Linked DNA regions of Mus musculus: regions 2 and 3 are each linked to region 1. Evidence: chromatin contacts called from public Hi-C and Micro-C data. All regions are on one chromosome and are shown on one strand. The core of a region is the stretch at or near the end of the contact, and the rest is flanking DNA. Distances in the headings are between cores, read along the strand shown.

Evidence for each region. A called contact is a pair of places that touch in the nucleus more often than the background predicts.
Region 2: a Micro-C map of embryonic stem cells shows a contact between it and region 1, with 2.9 times the contacts expected there. The contact joins the promoter of Rarres1 here to the promoter of Mlf1 in region 1. A contact is called at or near these places in 5 of 39 promoter capture datasets (the 3T3-L1 cell line, the C10 cell line, cranial neural crest and 1 more) and 4 of 484 Hi-C or Micro-C datasets (cortical neurons, embryonic stem cells, liver and 1 more).
Region 3: a contact with region 1 is called in a Hi-C map of Sertoli cells, with 2.4 times the contacts expected there. The contact joins the enhancer-like site here to the promoter of Mlf1 in region 1. A contact is called at or near these places in 15 of 39 promoter capture datasets (the 3T3-L1 cell line, 3T3-L1-derived adipocytes, the C10 cell line and 10 more), 1 of 15 datasets of contacts at CTCF or cohesin (large pre-B cells), 5 of 484 Hi-C or Micro-C datasets (Sertoli cells, adipose-derived mesenchymal stem cells, embryonic stem cells and 2 more) and 1 of 9 other capture datasets (adipose tissue).

What each region holds. Positions count from the first base shown.
Region 1 is chr3:67,372,688-67,375,387 of GRCm38.p6, reverse strand. It overlaps Mlf1 (myeloid leukemia factor 1), which reads right to left and starts at 1,291. Exons shown (of 7, transcript NM_010801.3): 1 at 1,126-1,291. The coding sequence starts at 1,172.
Region 2 is chr3:67,514,163-67,516,862 of GRCm38.p6, reverse strand. It overlaps Rarres1 (retinoic acid receptor responder (tazarotene induced) 1), which reads left to right and starts at 1,340. Exons shown (of 6, transcript NM_001164763.1): 1 at 1,340-1,702. The coding sequence starts at 1,448. It overlaps Gm40067 (a long non-coding RNA gene), which reads right to left and starts at 1,614. Exons shown (of 3, transcript XR_001783859.2): 1 at 1,107-1,614.
Region 3 is chr3:67,567,031-67,569,730 of GRCm38.p6, reverse strand. No RefSeq gene overlaps it. Among named protein-coding and RNA genes, the nearest start is that of Gm25919, 4.9 kb to the left of the region's middle. Within about 2 kb of position 1,255, at least 7 of the 459 cell types and tissues checked have an H3K27ac peak or open chromatin away from gene starts, as enhancers often do. A contact at or near this core is called in Sertoli cells, where this site is marked.

The sequences.
Region 1 (2,700 bases), core at 42-2,541:
ATAAAATGAGAAGCCCCTTCCCAAGCAAGGCCAGTTCTGCTGGAGGCAGGTAAAGAAAACAAACAGTGTCCCATGGCAACGTCCAACCACTTCGAAGCAGCCAGCTCAACTCTCCTACTTAGTAGTGCTGTCAAGGTGACAGCCTTCACTATATGAAAACTTGTTTTAAATAACTTAGCACACAACCTCTAATTCCAGAAAGAAGGAGGAGGAGGAGGAGGAGGAGGAGGAGGAGGAGGAGGAGGAGGAGGAGGAGGAGGGGGAGGAGGAGGGGGAGGAGGAGGGGGAGGAGGAGGGGGAGGAGGAGGAGATGATGGCGGCAGTGGCAGCGGCTGCAACAGGTGGACTTCTGTGAGGTCAGCCTGATCTACACCGAGTTCCAGGCCAGTAAGGTTTACATCGGAGTCCTCTCTCAAGCAAAACAAAATAAAAAACACACCCCCCTCCACAGTTTCTCAAGTCAAGGAACTGTCACCCTAGAAAGCACTTCCACCCCTATGTGAAGTTCAAGGGACTTTTTCTGATCAGAAGTTCCACTAATATGGCAGTTATGATCACCAGTTATAAGCCCTGCTGCTGCACAGGAGGGTTTCAGATTCGAGGCCACCCACACACCAAGTCGCCCCAAATAGTCAGCAGCCTGCACCTTGAACCATAGCTCAGGATCCTAGTCCTCGGCTCCCACCAGCAAACCCTCTCCTCACCTCAGGCTTCTAAATCCTCCTCACCCCCATCCTGCTCAGCTCACCCTCTCTCGTGTCATGTCCTCCATCTCTCCATGCCAAATATCCTCAAATCCTCTCCTCACACCCTATATCCTAATGACTCCAGTCCTTCAGCTCCTGTGCCCACTTCTTACGTCCCCCATTCTCCTCACCCGCATTTCTCCTCAGCCACTTCTCACATTTCTCCTCATCCCTATTACACCTTATAGCCTCTTCTTTCCCTCATTTCTCCTCACCCCCACTTCTCACACACTTCTCCTCACGACCACTTTTCCTCACTCCGTTTCTCCTCAAACCCATTTCTTCGCGCCTCCCGCCGGGCGTGTCCCCCCCCCCCCCACGACAATTTGCGGGGCGCAGTCCCCTCGCCTTTTCCGGCGAGCGCGGCTGGGACACTCACGCGAAGAAGGGGTCATCCTCAAAGCTGCTGCTCAGCATCCGGAACATCGTGATCCTGCGGCGGGCGGCGGGCGCGGATGGAAATGGGCGCAGCTCTCTGCGCCGCCACCAGCCTGCTTCCCGCTTGCTTCGCGCGTCTGCCGGCGGCAATCGCCGCGCCCGCGACTAGGGCGGGGCTTGACGCAGGCCGTTTTCCTATTGGTCATGACCTTATGACGTCACTAAGGTGAGGCGGAGAAGGGGGAAGGACATCGCTCGGCTGCTATGGCAACCTCTGTAAACACACTGGCGGCGTGAAGTTTGTCTGGAGGCCCCATCCGCGAGGCTCCTGAGAGACAACTTGGTCTCTCAGGAGCCTCAGGAACCAAAACATTAGACAAGTTCTGAATCACCTTGGCCAAATCGCCCTTAATCCCGACAATTCTCTGGTAGCTGGTCAAATAATGAAAAAAGGTTTTGAGAACAATAGACAAGTGTTTGTATTCACTTCTTGAAGGAAACAAGATGCAGCCTATGAGATTTCAAAAACAAAACAAATACAGTTTTCTGTAATTCTAAAACTCAAAGCAGTGTCTCCCAATACACAAATAACATCTAGACATAGGATCAAATACACAAAAGAAAGAAAGAGAAAAAGAAAAAAAAAGCAAAATGAAAATTGCTCCATTTCAAGGATTAGATCAAATCTTTATCACCTTCCCAACGTTCTTAACAAGCAGAATTTGGGCACAAAATTTGTAGCAAGCAGCCATATCTAGCTAAAATTCTATTTCAATTATTTCCATTACAGTATAAAGGAACCTTCTATTTGTAGTAAGGAAGATGGTTTTCACCTTAAAGCAGTCCAGTACCTCAACGATAGCCCAAACATTTTAACTGATCTTCAAGAAATAGTATCGGTAAGATTGGTGGGAAGTCGGCAACATGAAAGTTTTATTCAATTGTTAGGGTTTGAAAAGTATTATATAGGCCTTCCAAGAACTGGAGGCAGGAGAGAAGGAGAAAGAGGAGGGAAATGACACGGAAGGAAGAAGAAGCAACTTGCACACACCCCCTCAATTCACCTGACCCCACACTCTCCAGCGAGTTCCCTTGGGGAGGTGGAGGGGTGTTCATGGCTCCTTGGGGCCCTGTGGGAGACATATGGCATGCTGCCACTGGGAAGAAGTGACCAGGACTTGATTTGGAAGTGGCAGAAGTACTCAGGGTTATTTTTGGGAGCTGGAAATGTAATCCTTTGAAACGCACCCCCACCCCCACCCCCAAATCACCAGGTTTCTCTGGTCCTCCTGCTCCCCAGAGGACTGGCTTGAGGCAGGGCCAACTTTACAATCTAAAATGACACGGCCCTTCCAGGAAATAAATAGGCTATTTTAATCTTCCTCTGGCCTCAACACGCTGCTCAGAGAGCATGCATGGGTCAGAGGACTTGCAAAATAACTCCATGGCAAAACTGTCTGTACAACACCCGAAATTAGTTTCTGTTTGGCACAAGGCAAATGTTAAAGAGACTATAAAATGAACACAGGCAGTAGCATGACAAACAGTCATATTAAAGCACTTTTGCATTGAGGCA
Region 2 (2,700 bases), core at 91-2,590, 140 kb before region 1:
AATGGAAACAAAGGATATGTGGGCCTTTTTGAAATACTCCACCTACCCCAATGATTCTGCTGTCCCCTCTTGATATGACTGCCAGCCCTGACCTGGGTTAAGTCACCATCTTAAGGCTTCTGGCTCCCTCCTCAATTTTCTGCAGAGCATGCTATTGCAAACAGCACAGGACACGTTCCCTTGGCTCATCGACTGTAGGTGTGCTCCAGATGTTTATCTGGTTGCTCATCCTCATCTCCCCATGACCCAGGTGTTTCGTAAATCTGCAGAAGGAAAGACAGTCCACAGATGGGCAACAGGGGGGAGTATCGTTTAGACAGTTTCTCTTTGTCCACAGGCCTATGGCTTGGTGATCATAGGATGGCTCCTTCCAGAATCCCGTCTTTGAGCACTGGAGTCTAAGGCAGATGGCAGGCAGTAGGCTGCAGGCTGGGATGGCAGGAAAGATACCCAGCCAACTGCTCCCTTTGTTCCACAGGTGTCTCCCAGCTTCACAAGCAGTAGTTAACAAATGGGTCTCAATCATTCTTTGGTCCTTCAGGATAGCGACTGCTGCTGATGAGGTGGGCTAGACCCCTGGGTATCTCCGGTTGTTCTGTCTCTCTTACATTTCATTTCATTTATTATTTAATTTGTTATGTTGTACGTAGGTAGGTGGGTGGGTGGTGGTCGTAGGACAACTTGCTTGAGTATGTTCTCTCTGTTCACTACATTGGTCCTGGCAAGACTCCAGTCATCGGGCTTGGTGGCTAGCACCTTTACTCACTGAGCCACCTCACAGGTCCCTAAAGGGCTTTCTCTTACCTGTGGTTTAGAAAATAGTAGCCACCTCTTGCCTTCAGTGACGCGTTGATTCCACACCTCACGCCACTGGAATCTGGCTTCAACCCAAGGCCCCTCTCCAGTATTAATTAATTTACTTGATTCTCAAAACCTCTGTCCGGTCGCCCACCGCCCCTCCTCCCTACCTGGCCTGCAGGTGCTCACTACCTGCTCCCGCCCTCTGCACACTTTCCCTGTTTCCAGCTGCCTCTTCTCAAATTCCCCATCAAGGCCAAGGCCACTGGTCCCTGTCACCACCCGTCTCCTCTTTCACCTCAACTAACCTTTGGAGTGGGTTCTAAGACCTGAGGGTTGTGAAATTGCAGCAGCCGCAGGCGACAAGCTAAGTTCCCAGAGTTGGAGTCGGAGTGTGCCCTCAAGGAGGCGCCCCACTGTCCCATGTCCCCTCTCACCGCGTCATGGGGACATGGGACATGACCCGCTCTCCCGGAGGCGCCTTCTGGTCCTTCTGCTTGGACAGGGAGGCGAGGAAGGGCGGCGACCCGGGGGCGGAGGGGAGTGGCCGCCGTGGCCTATTTCCGTGAGCACTGCGAACCGGGTCCAGGGAGCTCAGCGCCAGCTTTCCCCATCCACGCAGCCCCGTGGGCCCCTGCCGCCCGTGTCCATGCAGCCCCGTCAACCCCCGATGCCAGCGCTGTTGCTGAGCCTCTGGCTGCTGCCGAGCCTCGCACTGGCCGCTGCTGTCACTGAGCCCGCGGACCTGGAATACACCGAAGTCCCCCGGCAGCCCGCGGCCGTGGGGCTGCCACGCGGGATCCTGCAGCTGGCGGCGCGCGCTGCGCTGCACTTCTTCAACTTCCGCGCGGGCTCGCCCAGCGCGCTACGGGTGCTGGCCACCGTGCAGGAGGGCCGCGCGTGGGTGAGTGAGCCGCGACGCGGCGGGACACGCTCGGGGACCGCAGCGTTCCCAGCCTGAGCTTGTGTCGCGCGAGAGGCGCGGAGCCCTCCAACGCTGCCTCTGCCTTTCCGGTATTTCTGAGGCCAGAAATACTTAGCGTGTTTGAGAACCTAAGAAAAAAGGTCCCATGAATAACAGCCCCTGGTCGGGGTACCCAGTGTGGGTGTTGGCATGCGCACTGTGTACCCAGTCTACTCATGGCTTAGACTCTATGGCTCCTACCAAAGTAGGGGAGGTGTGTGTGTACAAAAGCTAAGCCAGCTCTCTACATCGCAGACACGTTTCTAGAGTTTCGTTGTTCATGGCAGGCCACCAGTGCAAGGCTTCGGGATAAAGTGGTAAAGGTTACTCAGGGGTCTGACCAGGGACCATTCAGTTCTGGTATCTTCTTAATCTAACTAGGGAGTGACAGGGCCGCCGTCTTCTGCATAACTGAAAGGGCGATCGAAACTTTTCAGCTCCTAGATCGCTTGCTGATTTCCGGACAGTGGCTGTAGATGTGTTGCTCTCTTCATTAAACAGATTTTTAAAGTTACACAACTGCGGAATCCCGAGGCAATGAGGCTCCCGGGGTGTTCCACAAAGCCACAGATCCGCAGCCTTGCATCTTCTGTAGAGTGGAGCATAAGATTTAAATTGGTGTGATGATAAAGACCATCCTCCGTGTAGCATCAGATGATGTGAATCACCTTCGTAACTCTCAGCCTTATTTCCTTATTTCTAGAAAAAGGCAAACTACTGTGAGTGTTAAATAAACAGCAACAGCAAAACAATCTTTACTGTCTCAGGGACAGTCTCTACTCCAGGCTCCATCCAGCCTTTACTAGTTCACCGGAGAAATGAAGTCACAACTTAAGATCTTGTCCTCTTCTTTGAGGAAAGAGGAGCCCTGATGACAACCTCCCTCGTTATTGGGGGGTGGGGGGGGGGAGAATTCTCTATTAAAACAAACAGACAAA
Region 3 (2,700 bases), core at 6-2,505, 190 kb before region 1:
CCAAAAAAAGAAAAAAGGTTTTAAGAGGAAGAGAGGGAAGTTATCTACCTTGGAAGATACACAATTGGTTTGTCCTGAAGACCAGAAAGGCTGGCATGTTGGGAATAAAAACAGGTACCGTGTTAGTTACTTTCCTTATTGTATGACCAGATGTCTGACAAAACCATGCTATGGGAGGAGACATTTATTTTGGCTCACAGTTTGAAGGGATGCAGTCTGTCATGGCAAGGAAGGCATGGTGTCTGCAGTGGTTAGCCAGACACCGGCAGCTTCTCATGATAAGAGCAAGGGACCCTAAATAGTCACCACCTTTAAGGTTTTCCCCAGTCATTAACTTCTGCTACTAGGCCACACAGCCCAAACACTCTATGAAATGTCACAGAACCAAAACAATGCCAACAAACTGGGGATGAAGTCTTCAGACACATAAGCCTGTAGGGAGTATTTCACATCCCCATATATCATGCTGGGGATAAAATAGCACACTCAATATCTAACACAAATGACCAAACTTATATTAATAAATTTATTTTAATAAGTAAATATAAATTTATTTTAATAAATCTACTTTTCAAATGCCTTTTATGACTGTTCTGTGTCCATGGCCCCCTTCCCATCCACTAGGATTTGTTTTCTCTCCTGTTTTGCATGCATCTATCTGTGTGTTAACTATATGGCTATCTGCTGGTCTCCCCGCCCACATGCATGGAAGTCTGCATTAAAGTCAACTGCAGAAAGTAAACACATTGTATTTTTCCTCCCCTATAAGGGATGAGAGAATCAGAAAAACAGGTTATCATGAATGGTTCTATTTGAATGTTTACAGTTGCTTTATGCACTTATTTATAAATGAGTGTGTGGTAGGGTGACAGTTTGCAGAAGTCGGTTCTCTTCTTCCAGCGTGTGTGTTCTGGCGATGAATCCCAGGTCGTCGTGCTTGACAGCAAGTCCCTCTACTCTTTAAGACATTTTGCCAAACCCTAACTGGAAAGTTTTTAAAGAAGCCTTTTAGCTGAGTAACAGAAATGCATCATTATAAATCAAGCAATAATAACGGTGCATTTATATTTGTGAATCACAAACTGAAAAGGAGGACAAACCTGATTCAGGAACAGCTATGTTGAGTATCAATAACCACGCTCCACGTGGATTTTGGATTTACTGTCTGCTCCCAACATTACCCTTTCCCAAGCTGCCTAAAATGTTGTGTTCCTTTGCCAACGGTACAATGTTCACCTCTGCCAGTAGATGGCGCAGGAAAGACATCCAAAGGGAGGGGCTCCACCTTCCTCGCTGGCCAAAAGGCTACTAAGCAGGAGTATAGCTTCACAACACAGGCTTTCACACCCGCGCGCGCACGCGCGCACAAACACAGACCTCTGGGATGAGAAGGTTATTTTTAATGCCACTGGAATGTCAGCATTAGGAGATAGGAACACTCCTCTACAGAGCATATTTTACAACTGGGACATTCCCCAAGTGGTGCCAACACAGCTTGTCAGAACAGAGAGACAGAGAGGGACTATTCAGAAATGACGCCCGCCCGGCTTTAAATCCAGCATGCGCCCATCAGCAGATGAGCACAAGGGACTCGCTAGCCCCTGGTCCACTGCTGCCACCCACTCCTTAAAAAAAAAAAAAAATGTGATTTTTTTTTTTTTGGCTAAGGAGGAATTCATGCATTAGAGTAAAAAAAATGAACTTTGGTTCTGTGACATTTCATAGAGTGTTTGGGCTGTGTAGCCTAGTAGCAGAAGCTAATGACTGGGGAAAACCTTAAAGGTGGTGACTATTTAGGGTCCCTTGCTCTTATCATGAGAAGCTGCCAGTGTCTGGCTAACCACTGCAGACACCATGCCTTCCTTGCCATGACAGACTGCATCCCTTCAAACTGTGAGCCAAAATAAATGTCTCCTCCCTTAGCATGGTTTTGTCAGAATATAAGAATTGCAACAGTGCAGAGTTACGTATGGTTCAACTCCTCCCCCTCCTAACCCCACACGCACGGTTATCACCCTCTGATCTGTACGTATTTCAGCATATGTACACATTAAGTGACCTGGTTTGTCGAGCATGTCAGAAAGGCTGGTGATCTGCTTGACCTGAGAAGCCTTCGGTTCGGTCCGGTTCGGTTCTCACCTCCACCATTCCTCCCCCAAGCTTCAAAGCTAAACATCGTAATTGGTTCCTGCTTTAGGCCTTTAAAAAGGAGAGGGGTGAGGAGCAACATTTCAAAGCCAGGCAGGGCTGTATATCAAGCCCTGTCCAAAAGCAGCAGTATCAGTTGTCTACCTAACTTCTATTGAGAAATGTTCTATAAGATTTCACAGAGGTTTCCCTCACTCTTACCAGCTTATACACCTTTCCATATTCTTCCACCCCATCCCATATCATCAAACACATTTGTCCCGAATTGCGATGCAGTTGGCACATCTCCAGGGTTCTGTTATTACAAAATATGTTTTGCAATAATCTTGAGTACGATAACTGTTCTATTATCTGAAGGAATTGTGGGCTTTTTTTTTTTTAGGCTAAGGAGGGATTCATGCATTAGAGTAAAAAATGAACTTTGCTAAATATTGCCAAATTTTCTTGTTGGAAGTGCTGCAGCATTTTGTGTTATGAAAATCACCATTTTAGCATGGTACTGGAACAAAAGCAGAGAGGTAGACCAATAAGCTAGAAAACCTATAAATAAGC